Regions from separate parts of the Mus musculus genome. Here region 1 is linked to region 2. Evidence: chromatin contacts called from public Micro-C data. All regions are on one chromosome and are shown on one strand. The core of a region is the stretch at or near the end of the contact, and the rest is flanking DNA. Distances in the headings are between cores, read along the strand shown. Region 1 overlaps Chchd6 (coiled-coil-helix-coiled-coil-helix domain containing 6). Region 2 has its middle 15 kb from the start of Gm36735.

Region 1 (2,700 bases), core at 171-2,670, 280 kb after region 2:
GAGCCTTGCAGGGCTCTCAGGCAGGCAGAGCCTGAGTGTGAGGTACTGCATACTGTGCAAGCAGAAAAGGTTCATCAACAGCCCCAGTCCCTGGCTCTGTTAGAGGACATTTTCCCACACTCCCGAGTCTAGCATTTGGTCATCAGAACTCTTCCTTCAACCTATCCCCAAACCCTGCTGCGATTCCACCTGCTCTAACCAACTGCTGAACAAAGTACTGATCTGCTAAGGAAAACTCTGCTGAAAACACACCTGGTCTGATTTGCTGCTGAAACGGGGATTCTCCCAACTTGCTTCACGAGACTTCCTTCCCAGAGCCTCCCACAGCTAGCTGCACCATGTTTGGCTTTAACCTCAAGTGCTGATTTGGGGCCTCCATGCCTTGGGGAGATCAGACTCTAGTTAGAATTCAGTGTAGAAGCCTAGCAAGGTAGGAACCTTAGGAAATGGGTAGGTCTCAAGGAGGAGAAAAAGAGCTGCCTGGAGGGCAGATAAGGCTGCTGTGGAGGTGGTCGGCCAAGGCAGGCAGGTAACAGGTAGCCAATGATGAGGGCAGGAAGGACTCTGAAGCTTGACAAAGTCTGATGCTGTGTTTGTCCTCACTTTATCCCTGTCCTAGGATTCCCAATCTAAGAAGAACATTATACCCAAACGAACCTAACACATTACCACCTGTAAGAAAGAATACAGTCATTTTATCACCACAAAGAAAAACACACTTCAGGTAAGACACCACCAACAAAAGTCAATAGTGAAGGACTGAAAACATTCATCTTAGAACTCTAGATGCAGTGCTAGCCACTACTTACCAGCTGGCAGGAGGTGAGCACTAACCATATAGAACACATGGCTATTTCTATCAATACCTAACAAATGTACCCTCCAGGTTCCTGGGTTACTGGAGACGTGCCTCACAGATGATGTGTTATAGCTGATATATCAGCTATAATCCAAACTACTCTGGGAATATGCTCTGGGGCTCTCTCTTGAAGTTGCATGGTAGTGTTCAACATGGTTACCAGCATACAAAATGAATTAAACTATACATGTGCAAAATGCAACTAGGAAGCCATATTGTACCAAAACAGAAACATCTACAGCTTAAAAGCATACTCTCTATGGTGAGATGTCTGAACTATTCAAAGAACAGCAATCTCCAAACAACTCAGTACAGAGTACATTCAGGTCTCACACCCCACCTACGCACAAGGCAGCACCCATCATGAGACAATACTGAGTTCTTAGGCCATGGCTCTCATCTCTGGTCTCTGCTAGATTCTTTGACCTGGCCCTCAATGGTAGTAAATCCCAATTCAGCTTATGCAGCTGCCTGTCACTCAAGGGAATCTACAACTAGAGTCTTCCTACTCGCTCAGGAACCTGCTAACAACCTGCCCCCTCTTATCAAATTCCCTCTGTTCCAGAGATGGCTGTGGTTTCTATCTCCTGACTAGACTACTAGACTATAGCTGATAGGCAATACATTACTTCCTCACCATGGGGTGTGTGTGTGTGTGTGTGTGTGTGTGTGTGTGTGTGTGTGAAAGGAACTGATGGTATTTGTCCCAAATCTTTACAATTTAAGTAAAAAAAAAATTTTTTTAAAAGAGGCACCAATGCAGTAGACTCATGCCTTCCTATTCTTTCTGGTAGTATACTAGAATTATACAACCAGCTAGCACAAAACCAGAAGATGACTCTGTGATAAAAGGAAGGCTGTCTGACCAAAGGCCTCATGACTCAGCACCAAGTCCCCTTAGACATCTGTAGGAGCAGCCACATCAGAAGGCTTATACATGGGGTTTCTATTGCTTCTGATTTCAGAATACCACCAGAACCCACTGCTTAAACTGTGGGTCACAACTACATATGGAGTGGTACAGTGAAAGGTTTGTAATGACCAAAAACTAATTCAAAATCAAATGCATAATGAACCCAAGGTAGCTTGGCAGCACTCAAGATATCACATGGCTGATGTCACTGTAGCTTTGGTTCTGAACACACAGTATCATTACACGACACACCACCAATGAAGAGTCTGAAACCCTTCAGCTTCCTCAATGGACGTACTGTTCTTATAGAAGCAAAATGGATTAGTTACAGAAAACAACAGCTTTCAATGTTTTCCTACCAGCATTCCTCAGCATATAAGTAGCAAATCAGTATGTCTTTAGATTGAATTGTGTTAGAATGTTTGAGCTTAAAAATTGCTGTCTAAGTTGCTGAGTTGTATTTCCTAAAACACCGTTAAAGGAATTTTAGGATTAGGGCACAGTCTTCAACAATTTCTGAAATGGCCTCAAACATAATTCTGCCATTTTGTCCTGTTTACAAGTTCTCAACATTGTTGATTATAAAACCAAAATATCAGCCAGTTTAAAAAAATGCTATAAATGCTCCCTGTCCTACTGTTATCAAATATTCAGCCAAAAAATAATTTCCACTATAATTCCATAACCATACTGGTGTGTGTGTGTTGCACAAGTATATGAGTACATGTGCCTGTGCACATACCTGTAGAGAGCTGAAGTCAACACTCTGTGTCTTCCTGGATCATTCTTCACCTTGGTTTTGAGATGGATCTCTCATAGGCTAGATGAGCTAGACAGCAGCCTCCAGGACCTGCTTGTCTCCACCTCCCAACAATGGAAGAACAAGAACATGATGCAGCCCATTACACCAGGATTTTTACATGGGGGC
Region 2 (2,700 bases), core at 136-2,635:
CCCAGCAGAGGATGATGCGACCCCCAGAAGTCTTCCCAGGGGCCTGGTACTAGAAAGCGAACCCCATCATACAGAACCAGAGGGGCCCTGAGATCCTCTGCTGGTACTGGAAAAGGCCAGCGTGAAAAGGAGCCCTAACTTCCTTTTTCCAGCAGAATCAGCTGACCTGTGACATAAACATAATGAATCAGCAAGTTTCTATCATGTAACACACCGTCTAGAAGCTTAAGGCTCAAAAGAACCAAGCTCTGGGCATCTGGGTACAGACCTAACCCAGCTCTACCAGGCTCTCCCATACCTTGATTAATAGATGGGGCCATTGCTCACGCCCAGGCTCCCTAGCTGAGCCTCAGCTTCTCATCCTCCTACAATGGTTGGCTGGCTCACTCCATGGCAGCCTCTGCAGACAGCAAGTTCTTATGCATGTTTCCCAGTGCCCCTTGGCTAAACCAAGTCATAAGGCCGGGCCTATTCCAAATGTGAGTAAGTAATAAACCCCTTCTGGAAAAGAAGGACCGCAGAGGCCTGTGATGAAAGTTAAGCCCAGGGAGAAGTAGAGGAAATACGTGGATGGACAGTTTTACAGGTCAGTCCTCTGGAGGATGTGTAGCCATCCCCAGTGGCTACCACGCAAACTCAACAGGGCTACACCGGTATGGTGTGCAGGCAGAAGCCAGCCTGGGTGTAGCCTACTGCAGGAAGTCAGGAAACTGTGGCTCACGTAATGACATCCTGTCTAAGTACCAATTCCACCCAGCACAGGCTTGCCACTTGCCAGTGTGGCTCCTGTTCCCAGTGGTTCCAGAGAAGTTGGCCATCTATGACTTCACATGAAGTCTCTGGAGTGTTGAACGTTATCCACTAATTAAAACTCTTCCAGTGCTCCTGACAGCATCTGCGCTTTGGAATGCTGTATAATGATGATACCACATGCCACAAGGGATGTGTCAACCCTGAAGGGACATGCAGCTCCATGAAGTCCTTGTGTGGCTACAGAACCTTTGGCCAGGGGCAAGCAGGGGGGCTGGGTCCAGACCCTGAATTCCCTGGAGGCTGGTTTAGGAGCAGGATATTGGGCTGGGGGGGGGGGGCGGCGGTGCTTGAATAGCAGAACTGCAGACACTGGAGTCAGGGTGAGGAGGCTGGGAATGCCACAGGCAGGCTGCTGGCTTGAGATAGGCTCCTCTCTCATCTTGCTGCTGTTCACCTAGGTGGACATAGACTTCTGTGCTCAAGAAAGCCAGACCTGACTGGGCTTCCAGGTCAGCCTTGGCTGATTAGTGTTGGGAGCCCAGGAAGGCACCGTAGTCTTTCTACAGTAGCTGTAGCTGTTGTTCTGCAGTGTCTGCAACAACGAGAAGAGCTGGGCTGGAGCTGGGGCAGGCGGGGCAGGGCTGTGGCAGATGACTTAAGGCCTGGTGACCTGATTAGTTTTGTTATTTTGACTCAGCTAGAGTTATCTGGAAAGAGGAACCACAACTGAGAAGATGCTTGCTGTAAGATTAGCCTGTGGGCAAGTCTGTGAGGCATTTTCTAAATGGTTAATGTACAAGGGCCCAGTTTACTATGAGTGGTGGCACCCCTGGGCAGGTAGTCCTGGGAGGTCGAAGAAATGTACCTGGATGTCAGCCTGAGGAGTAAGTCAGCAAGCAGTGTTCCTCCACAGCCTCTTCAGCTCCTGCCCCTGGGTTCCTGCCTTGGATACTGGCTCTGCCTTCAATTCATGGTCGACTGCTAGTTATAAACTGAAGTAAATTAAAGTTTGCTTTCTATTACTGCTCTAAAACACCATGACCGAAGGTAACTTGGGAACTCCCCCAAGGTTGGGTTAGGGTTAAGAATCAGGGAGACTAAAGTTAAACACCATGAAAGACCACAAGTCTCTAGAAACCTGCACCCTGGAGTTCCACCTACCAGGGACTCCAAGGATAAGACTGAGCCTACGGTGGCTCTGTCTCCAGCTCATAGGGGAAGCAGATAGTCTACGGAAGGCCTGGTTTCTCCATTTGTGTGACTGTGTGTATTGAGGCCCCGGCCCGGATCCCAGGCCAGGGGTTCTGAGACAGACACTGCTCATCTTCTGGGTGGGGTACTACTCATGTGCTCCCCAGAGCTTGGCCTCATTCAGATCCTCACACAGAGTGGAGTCCATCTGGATGGCTGGAGTACTACGCTGGCCACAGGATATCATGGCAATGGGAACCTGGAAGAGAGGCCTGGGGTAGAGCGGCGGTGCTGTTATAAGAGGTTCAGAGCTTACTAAAGGGACCCAGAAAGCCAGGGATGCAGCATGCTGGAATCAAGCTGCCCACTTCTGCAAAAGCAGCTGTCTAGGTGTCCAGCATCCAGCATTAGGGCCTGCTCTTATCTAAGATGAGCTACCCTACCTGGACAGGTCTGAGTTCCATCGCCATCCAACCTGCCTTCTGTCAGGGTTAGTACATGGCAGGGCTGCTCCTGAGTCCCCCAGGGATGGCTAAGCTATACCAGAATCCCCTCTAGAGAGGAGAAAGGAGGAGCAGATGGCTAGCTGGGACTGGGGTTCCTGGGAGCTCCTAGGGAAACTGACACAGCGTGGAGGAGAAAATGACAGAGTGGAAATTAGGTCAAACTCTGAAGGAGGAGAGAAGAGCTGGCGTGATGGCAGAGAGGGGCCCAAGAGGGCCAGCGCTGCCACACGGAGAAAGGGGTGACGGGAAA

Evidence for each region. A called contact is a pair of places that touch in the nucleus more often than the background predicts.
Region 1: a contact with region 2 is called in a Micro-C map of the G1E-ER4 cell line. The contact joins two enhancer-like sites. A contact is called at or near these places in 3 of 484 Hi-C or Micro-C datasets (the G1E-ER4 cell line, large pre-B cells and nephron progenitors) and 1 of 9 other capture datasets (embryonic tail).

The regions. Positions count from the first base shown.
Region 1 is chr6:89,536,836-89,539,535 of GRCm38.p6, forward strand. All of the region lies in intron 4 of Chchd6 (coiled-coil-helix-coiled-coil-helix domain containing 6), which reads right to left. Among named protein-coding and RNA genes, the nearest start is that of Chchd6, 57 kb to the right of the region's middle. Within about 2 kb of position 1,421, at least 6 of the 459 cell types and tissues checked have an H3K27ac peak or open chromatin away from gene starts, as enhancers often do. A contact at or near this core is called in the G1E-ER4 cell line, where this site is marked.
Region 2 is chr6:89,256,921-89,259,620 of GRCm38.p6, forward strand. No RefSeq gene overlaps it. Among named protein-coding and RNA genes, the nearest start is that of Gm36735, 15 kb to the right of the region's middle. Within about 2 kb of position 1,386, at least 80 of the 459 cell types and tissues checked have an H3K27ac peak or open chromatin away from gene starts, as enhancers often do. A contact at or near this core is called in the G1E-ER4 cell line, where this site is marked.